2 separate regions of the Triticum aestivum genome follow, and region 2 is linked to region 1. Evidence: chromatin contacts called from public Hi-C data. All regions are on one chromosome and are shown on one strand. The core of a region is the stretch at or near the end of the contact, and the rest is flanking DNA. Distances in the headings are between cores, read along the strand shown.

The links. Hi-C and Micro-C count contacts between places; a contact is called where the count stands out from the background.
Region 2: a Hi-C map of leaf shows a contact between it and region 1, with 5 times the contacts expected there. The contact joins the promoter of LOC123053450 here to the promoter of LOC123053447 in region 1. A contact is called at or near these places in 2 of 5 Hi-C or Micro-C datasets (both in leaf).

What each region holds. Positions count from the first base shown.
Region 1 is chr2D:406,615,187-406,619,860 of IWGSC CS RefSeq v2.1, reverse strand. LOC123053447 (mitochondrial uncoupling protein 3) reads right to left here and starts at 3,049. Exons shown (of 2, transcript XM_044476928.1): 1 at 2,497-3,049; 2 at 660-1,374. The coding sequence starts at 2,868. The coding sequence ends at 838. LOC123053443 (zeaxanthin epoxidase, chloroplastic) reads right to left here. Exons shown (of 16, transcript XM_044476924.1): 12 at 4,495-4,584; 13 at 4,348-4,402; 14 at 4,127-4,215; 15 at 3,948-4,035; 16 at 3,446-3,834. The coding sequence ends at 3,757.
Region 2 is chr2D:407,280,960-407,285,705 of IWGSC CS RefSeq v2.1, reverse strand. LOC123053450 (polyadenylate-binding protein RBP47) reads right to left here and starts at 2,688. Exons shown (of 6, transcript XM_044476933.1): 1 at 2,219-2,688; 2 at 946-1,399; 3 at 328-350; 4 at 116-246; 5 at 1-30. The coding sequence starts at 2,593.

The DNA.
Region 1 (4,674 bases), core at 1,800-4,299:
CGTTTTGACCAGATTTTAACTTAGCAGCAGCTGAAATCTTTGCAGAACACGCGCATCAACTTTCACGCTTACTTATCAGATTCCCGCAACAGACTTAGATACTGCCACTCTGCACCTGATTCGAATGCCCATGAGTCGCTGTGCAATGAATATGATAGAGCAGTACTCCGCACATGAGTCGCCCTGGCTCCCAAAAAGAAGCACATGACTCCGCGGATCCACCTGAGCTCCTCAAAAGAGTTGGACAGAAGCGACCTGGTCTGCGCACATACACATATTGTGGTGCAAGAGATACCAAGCACCTGCAACAGCTCTGCAGAGCAAGATGACTGCTTGTGCGCACATGAACACAAAAGGTGAAAAGGGCGAGCTTTCGAATTCTTGTCTGAACAGGGAGTGCATAAATAGCACCCAAAAGGAGAGGCTGATGTGGCCGGTTTTAATTGCCACGCGTGCACTTACAAGCGGGACCCATTTGTCTGCAATTATGCCAATGCATCCAAATACTAGATTAGACCTATCTGCAATGTATTACACCAATATGTGGTGTTTTCCGCAACAAACCCGTATAGTAGGTGTTTTGCGCAACACCAGCCCCAATAAGTGGTGGTTTGTGCAATTCCCTCCCCAAAAGGAAGAGCGTGAGAAAATGTGATATGTAAGGGATGACAAATCTATGCGCTGGCTGCTGCACCATCAGATATACAGAGTTCAGGCCCAAATTAAACGTAAATGCACATGGGCACAGTAACACGTAGCCACAGGCTAAAGGTTCAGAAATAACAGTATCTTTGATCTGTATGCCTCTTGTATGAAAACTCAGCCAGCACAGCACTATCAGAACGAAGAAATACCTGATGCCTGTCGGAGTTTTTCGTAGGAAACCCAGAACACAAACTGCCATGGGCCAAGCCTGGCCCATGTAGGTAAGAAACCCTTCCACAATGCTGTTAGGCCCTCATGTTTGACGGTCTTGACCAAACAATCATAAGAATTCCTGTACAGAGCCTTCGCCTCCAGGCCCTGGTTCATCATCCTGGTTTTGATCACATCCGCTGGGCAGCTCAATGTAGTTGCAGACAGACCAGAGGCAACAGAGGCCAGTGTGTGAGCATACAGATTGTCGTCGCAGATCTGCTTGCGGATGATGAAATGCTTTGCCTGGTCGTAGCAGGTCAACTCGCCCATGTTGACAAGAAATGCTCGCTGGGCATTAGGACCAACCCCCTTCCAAAGTCCTAACAAACCTTCTGCACGAGTGATTTTCGTGAAGGCATCTAAGATTCCTGTATACCGAGGTCGAATGCCTTGGGTCAACAATCTGCTGTCTGCTTGCATCCTTACCTTTATGAGATCAGCTGGACTTGCCACCACCTGCACTGCAGAGTAGGAGGCACATTAACTATTGCATTAGATAGAAATATATTGGGCAAGAAAATAGTTACGTACATTTGTTAAAAGACAGTGATTCTACATCTAGCAGATAACTATGTCATGCTGATCACTGGCTGTCACTTTCCTTTTACATATATCACATATTTCTCCAGGGATACAAGTACCATTTATATCATGCGAGGGGTGCAGTGAACTGCCAACCATCACGGGGAGGTTATGTGGAACAATCTTATAGTTCATTCAGGCCTTATCAGCAGACGCAACGGACATGATTGAGGTTGATGCCACGGCCAAGATAGACCCTACTGTGGCTTCATGTGTCGTATTAGCAAATATAGTCATCACATGAGGATACGGTGGAATGCAAGCACATATCGATGGTATCATGTACACAGTATGCCACGGTAACTGGAGATAACACTGTCTTCCTAGCAACTGCTGCCACTGCTTGGTGTGGTTATTGTGCCATACGAGTATACAACAACACATTCACGCCGAGATGTGCTGCATAAGATGAGTGATACTTCAAGATCTGGGGTGATAATGAGTTAATGATAGTGATGGCGATAATGAGTTAATGATAGTGATGGCGATAAACAGTCTTGACTTTCCCCATAAGATGTAGCATGCATTTTGGTTTCAAACATACAAACGTACTTTTTGATTACTTCAACCAACTGGGCTATGCATCCAGGTCCAGGTGCACAGAATCCATACCGTAATACTATCTCTTAGCCCTAATACACTTCTTCATACGAATGTAAGAGAATGGCAATGCTTAGCAATGTTTAAAATGAATAGCTTTTTACGGTATCTAAACAGACCCATGGCAACAGTAATGCTGGTTTCAGATATACATTCTCTTAATTCTCGCACTCCCAGTATATAAGTATACTGTTTTAAAAGCCTAATACTACCAAACAGTCCTCAGTCTCGCGCTGTGAGTGCATCACAGGTTCTCAATCTTGTGCAGGAGATCACATTTCTCCATCGTAGCACAGATCAGAAGTTCCTTGATTAGCTAAGACGAATTGCACATCGCCTTGCAGGCACAAGAGCAAAGCACTTCGACGGATCTGATATTCACAGAGACATGTTTACCTGCGCGGCGACGCCGGAGGCTCCCCCAGCAATCGCTTTCTCGAGGAGGCCCACCTCCCGGCCCCCGCTGGCAAGGGAGGACCGGAGGTGCTCGTAGCCGACGATGCGGAGCGGCGTGTAGAAGAGGTGCCGGAGGACGGCGGGGGAGAGGCCCCGGTAGAACCCCCCGTCGCGGACGAGCTCGCCCGCGACGCGTAAGACGCCACCGCCGCTACCACCACCACCACCGGTGCTGCGGCGGAGCTGGAGGCGCGTCTTGAGGGCGTCGAGGGGGAAGGTTGAGACCTCCGCCGCGGCGGCCGAGACCGACGATAGGGAGACCTTGGCTAGGGTCTCGCTCTCGCGGCGGTCGCCGGCGGCCCGGGGTGACATGGCTTACGAGGGCAAACCTCACTCGGCGTACCGGTGGAGTATACATGCCTACCGCGCGTGCATCTGGACCGAACAAGGATGATCCAACGGCTGTAGAATCGGTCTGTGCGGGGCTACGATCGAGTGGTTCCGCCCCAGGTCCCGCGCCGCGACGGCGAGCCACGGCCGCGGCAGCCAAGACCACACTACCGCGTGTCTTGGATCCCCCGTCATGATCCTAAGGTTCAGCTGCTGATGATTACTTATTTCTACTCCCTCCGTTTCTAAATACAAGTCTTTATAAAGATTTCACTATGAACCACATACGGATGTATATAAATGTATTTTAGAGTATAGATACACTCATTTCGCTTTGTATGTAGTCCATAGCACAATCTTTATAAAGACTTATATTTTGGAACGGAGAAAGTACTTACTAAGTTGATTCCTGGGTCTAAGTCTCGCTCTTACCACGAAGAGAAAATATCGAACTACAGACTACTGGCGCATATGCCTTGGAACGAATCATGGTGTTCATGCTGGTTCCTTGGTCCATTGCGTCATGGTGTTCATGCTATGATTGCCTTCGGCTTGATTATGCAATATTAACATGTTTTTCTATCTTGCAGTATGAACACGTGTTAATAGGCACAACAATGTACTGTACTGGGTACAGTATTACAGTGGCAACAGCTAAAATTGCCTACCCCTATTGTACACCCTCAGTTCTTTTTCGTAGAACTGCAACGTAGTAATTCTGTCAGAAGCTATTCAAAATCCTGTTCTGGGATATCTGGATGAGTGCAAAAATTACAATTCTTTTTCTTTCCTTGGCGATGATGCAGTGTCGGCTGTTTACTGAAGAATGCTGTACAGTGGCTGGTGACAAGGTGTCGCTGAAGTCCCCACTCATGCTGCCTGCAGAACTTCTCCACCTCTCGCGGAGTCGTATGGAAGCGTGCTGAGCACTTTCACCCGGAACATGGCCTGCAAATTTGCACAAACTGATCAGAAGTGGGCATTTCACGACGAATCATGATTGACTGGACCATCAGGCAGATAGGAAGCAAGGTAAGCTACGGAGAACAGGATATGGCTACCTTCTTATCTGAACCAAACTCAATGGCATCAGAAGGGTGGAAACGAACTGGGAAGTTCGGAGGTAACCGGTAGCGTCTGCCTTCGTTGCTGGAGATTCCACACGGAAGAGAATGAGTTAACATGTAAAGTTTCGACTTCTGGAGCAAGAGAGTGGAATCAGGCTGCTCTCAGAACTTACTCGTTAAACCATGTACCATGCTCGCTTCCGAGATCGGTCAAATAGAAACCCTTATTCTTGCATGTGATAGTAGCATGGATCTCTGATACCTGCAAGGAAGTTCAACAGATCAAAGGGAAGTTAAGAAGTTTATCGACAAAGGAAAATGCAGCCATGAGTGCAATTTTGATGATTAAACGGGTAACACTAAAAATTTGCCACATATCATTTTAGTAACTTACTTGTGGCAAGGGGAACGACAACGAAGAATCAGAATTGCTCGGATCTGGTTTGCTTCTGCCAAGAAAAGGAGACATTTGTTTTATTCCGCAACGCCTTGAGGAAAAAAGTGTTGTATAAAGAGAAATATTTTTGCTATGTACACCTACCCAATAGAGAGTGTCCTCTGTTCATCCCTGATCAAACGAATGGGCTGCAAGGCAGAGTCATCTCCAGAGCTCATAGGGAAGAGGTACCACCTGTGAATAGTCACTCAAATAACTACTCTTTTCAAAGGCGCTGAAAGTAGTATGCAGAACATGCTGCGTGGGTAGCGCCATGGACGGATC
Region 2 (4,746 bases), core at 1,439-3,938, 670 kb before region 1:
AATCCTTGCAGTGCTTCTTCTGCGTCAGTTCTAAAAACAGTGGCACAAATAAAAGTATAGCTTGTAAGTTACATAGAAATAACCAGTAAAACACATAAGAGCTTCAGAAACGTGCCTGTTGACATACTGAACAAAGCCACACTGCTTCCCTAGAGGAATTTTGACAGAGGCAACATCACCATATTTGGCAAATGATTTCCTCAGCTCGTCTTCACTAACATTTGGGTCGAGCCCACCAACATATACCTAAAGCAGGTTGAGAATTTCAGATTATAAACTAAAAAGCCACAAGGTTAACAAACACTATGGAAACACCAGTATACACACCGTTCTGTTATTTGAATCACCATCTGAATGACCAGGTGTTGAGGAACCAGAATCACCTGAAGTTAATAGTCATTAAGTTGCGCAACAAGGGATTAAACATATACGGATCTTGTATGAGAAAATAACCAATTCCATATTGCCCTTAACAAAGAAGCAGAATACATGACATGCTCCATATATGAATATAAGGACTTGTAGGAATTGAAGCAGTAGAACTGGCGCCACTAGAGGCAGTAGGAACACTAGCACCGCAGTGGAAGTGGATTTGTTTGTTTGATACTATCTGTAAATCTCTACAGGTCATGTACGTAGTCCAGAAAGGCAAAACAAGTACAGATAAATGATCAATAACAGAAGAAAGCACCATTCTTCATTAAAAACAGGATGTGTTCCAGAAAACTAATAGGAGAACACTACGACAGCATCAGGGACATACAAGGTATGAATAGATTTTTCCAAAACAAATAGTGATAGTAATGGTAGGTACAATGTGGCCATAAAATGAGTCATATTTAGTGAAAGTTCAAGCACTTGTACAAAAAATACAAGACAATCCACGAACTAACAAAAAGGCCGGACAGTTTAGGGCTGCAGAACAACCGCGAAGAAGGGACATACCAGAGGTTCTTCTAGGTGTTGCAGGTCCTACGCGAATCGGTCGAGTAGAGCAATAAACACCGTTCATTTCAGTCATTGCATGAGCTTTGTCGGTATCATCTCCAAATCTAACAAACCCATAGCCCCTAGAACGGCCTGTGTTTGCATCAATGATAACTTTAGCTCCTTTCACGGAGCGATACTTGCTAGCAAAAAGCTCCATCAACATTTCATCAGTAACATCAGCAGCTAAATCACCAACAAAAATTGAGTGGTCAGAGACAACTTCTGATCGCTTTTCACCCATGCTATAGGATGCCCAGTTCAACTTAAAGGCTCGATCGGTGTTGGGCATCACATGGCCAGTAAAATTCTGAAGGGCTTTGTCTGCTGATGCATGGGAAAAGAACTCTACAAAACCATATCCCTCTGATTGTCCAGTTTGCCTATTGCGGATAACTTTTATTGTTACCACCTATGAAGCAGATGTAGAGAAAAGGGTGAGTAAACTAGTAGCTGGGCAAGAGAAGAAATATGCAATGATTGAAGGGGAAAAAATAGATGAACCCATGAGTGGTTAACATTCATTATGTCTTTTAATAAACCTATCATGGTTGATGTGTGTAAAGGATAGTTCCTGCCAAATTGTACAAACACAAGATCGCGTACAACTTGCTTTCTTCGTTAACCATCTTCCAGACAAAGTACTTGCCACTTTTCCCAATTCCTGTCCACGTCAGTAAGCAAACCTCCCAATAAAAGATAGCCGTAATTGGTCAAGGCTTTCATTATGGCTTCCTTTCACCCCTCCAACCGTTATTTTACTTATTCTGTAATCACCAAAATGCAATAACTAGCTCAGCTCATTCACAATGTTCATTAAATTATACGCGCCAAGACCGTTTCGTCCAAACGAGTACTAACCAAACTAGTATAAATCCCCAAAGTCGGCACCTTTGGAAGCTAGCATCGCAAAGAATAATGCTATTTTGTTTGTTATTACAATTCAGAAAGAAGAAATGGCTTGCAGCTATGGAAGTAATAACCATTCAAAGAAGAGCATTCCATCCGTACTGTATTGAATGGCCTTAAAGTTGGCGCCTTGAGCAACTTTTCACGGCTAATTATAGAAGCATCGCCTTTTATCCGCATCAAACGACAGCAAAGCACAAAATATACGCTTTCATGGCAATTTGATGGCACAACACATGAATCAGGACAAAGGAATGGGGCGAATCTTACTGTATTCGCGAGATCTAGTACGGACAAGTCCGGATCGGGAGAGAACACAAACCTCGCCGCTGGGGCCGAAGCAGTTGTGGAGGTAGTTCTCGTCCATCCAGTACTGGAGGTCGCCGACCCAGATCGTCTTATTCTCCTCGCAGCCGTTCCCGCCGGATCCGGCCGCGGGTGGGGTCGGCGTGCGTCGCCCGGCCGCGGCAGGGGGAGGCGGCGGCCCCGGCGCGTAGTGCTTGGCGAACTGCGGCGGGGGCGGGGGCGGTGCGGCCACCATGGACGGCGGCGGGTAGGGGAGGACGACCCACCGCGGCTGCGGCATGTGGTGGTGCGGGTGCGGGTGATGCGGAGGTGGGTGCGGATGCGGGTGCGCGTGGGGGTGGTGAGGCGGCACGGCCACCTGTGACTCCGTTGTGGTCGCCGCCATCTGCATCGCCGCCCGCGCCGCCGCCGCCGAGGAGGGTCGCCTGGGGTTGGGGGAGTCTCGTGAGGTTGCGGAGGGCGGAAAGAGAGGGTGCCCGTGGGTGAGGTGACTGGATATATAGCGGGCTGGCGGCGGATCCAGGCCGTCGGATCTAGGAGTTCGTTATCATGCTGGTCGTTGATTGAATGGGGGAGGCAGGCTAACGTGTAGGGCCGGTGGGAGGTCCCAGATTTGGAGCGCATTGGTAGCTGCCGTTATAGCGCTGCCAGTGTGGGCCCTGTGGTTAGGGAGTGCGATTGGAAAGTGTTTTTCTTTTTCTTTTTCTTTTCCGGGAGTCTTGTTGCTGGTTTATATGATGCGAATTTATTATGCTGTCATAAATCAGTGTATGGTCGAGTGTCTTGCGACAGCATTTGGCAAATGAAGAACGAAATAAATACGGCATTTTGTTATTAATATATCCGTGTTATTTTGAGGCTGTGAAATGAGGTGGTGCTGGACAAAGCTTTTAAGGTTGAAGTTCTTCCTTCGTTCGATTTTTGAAAGTTCGACATGATTTTCTAGGTTTCGATTTTGAATAACAAAACAAAATATGTGTAGTATGTTGTATGCGCAAACACTATATGTTTAGAAACTTCATTCAGTGATGAATCTCAAGTTACTATACTTTTTGTACTAACATATGACACACATTTTGCTATTTAAATTAAAGATCTAAAAACATGCGCCCGACCTGTAAATCGAATAGAGGTAGTATTAAGAAGTTATATTTAATTATTTTGGTTCACCATAGAAATTCTCAACAAATGAATATAGCTTCCATCAAAATCAAACAATCACTATGGCACCTTGGGTGAGTCGTTGATTCCAGAATGATGTGTATGGTATGTACATTGTACCACAACATGACCATCAACGGATTAAGGTTTGCATGGTTTAACCATTGCTAACATGGTCTTGCGTGCCATATACTATGATTTTCTCTTCGCGTCATGGATATTTATTTGACGATTCATGTCAAGTCTCTTGAAATGGAATTTTTAGGGTTTTGCTATAGTCTTCGAGGATCCGGTCGCTCAATGGTTGTTCATGTAGATTATGAGGCTTTGATAAGTTAACATATGCTTCAGTCCACCGCCACATAGTTTGTGATTAAGTGGCGTGTTTCTACAAACGGTGAGTTCTTGCTTAAGAAAGTCATGTGTCGGCACAACATGAGGGCACTAGTGTTTTCCTTTAGGGGGGGAGGGGGCAGTATTAGGTTGCATTGTTCTAGATCACATAGGATTTTATGTGCCAATTTGTAGTTCTATGCAAAGTAATAAAGACGTATTTTGTTGCAAAATAAAATGGTATACAACCTAGTAATTAAACAAATATGGATATGATAACAATTATGCTAAAGTTAGTATGTATCTTGAGTATTAATTTGATACCCAGCCCATTGGCATACACGTGGGCGTCGTTGATGGTTTTCTATGATTAATAAGTGATATTATGTGGCATTAGTATATGTTGTGCTTATACATCTATATTTAGAAAGTATGCTATGGAATGACTTTATTTAACCAAGTTCATTCAAGTTAGCATATGTTGTTTTTAGTATATCATTTGGATGAGCACTTAGATGAATTAGTTTTTAAGGAGTGGAGTTCCTTATCTATAAGAAGAGCTGACCGAGAGTGTGATTCGGATCAAAACAAATGGATGAGCTACTGGTAGCGGGTCTTGCGGCAAAACTATAATATCACGACGATGGTATCTCGATGGGTGCATTTTCCTCTCATCCTTGTCGGTTTATAGTTTTCTTTGCAACCAATAGCATTGAAGATCAAAAATTCATCTCCCATTTTGGACTTGATTAGAACATATATTTTGGCCCATTATTAACAAAGTGTTGACGACATTAATATTTTTTATCAGTTTCTTGAGCCCTTTATACAAAATAATTAAATGTATAACTTTAAGTGTGTGGTCTTAAACAATGGTTTCTTTCCCCTCTGGCACGACGACTACGGAAAGCCTTCCTTCCCTCAATCTCCGTCAGCGAGCCTGTGGATTCACCTCCCCTCCGCCTGCCGCTTTGGCGGCCGGAGGCGGGGAGGATTCCTAATGCTTCGGCTCTGGCTAGTTGATAGTTAGGGTTTTAGTCCTCGCAAGGA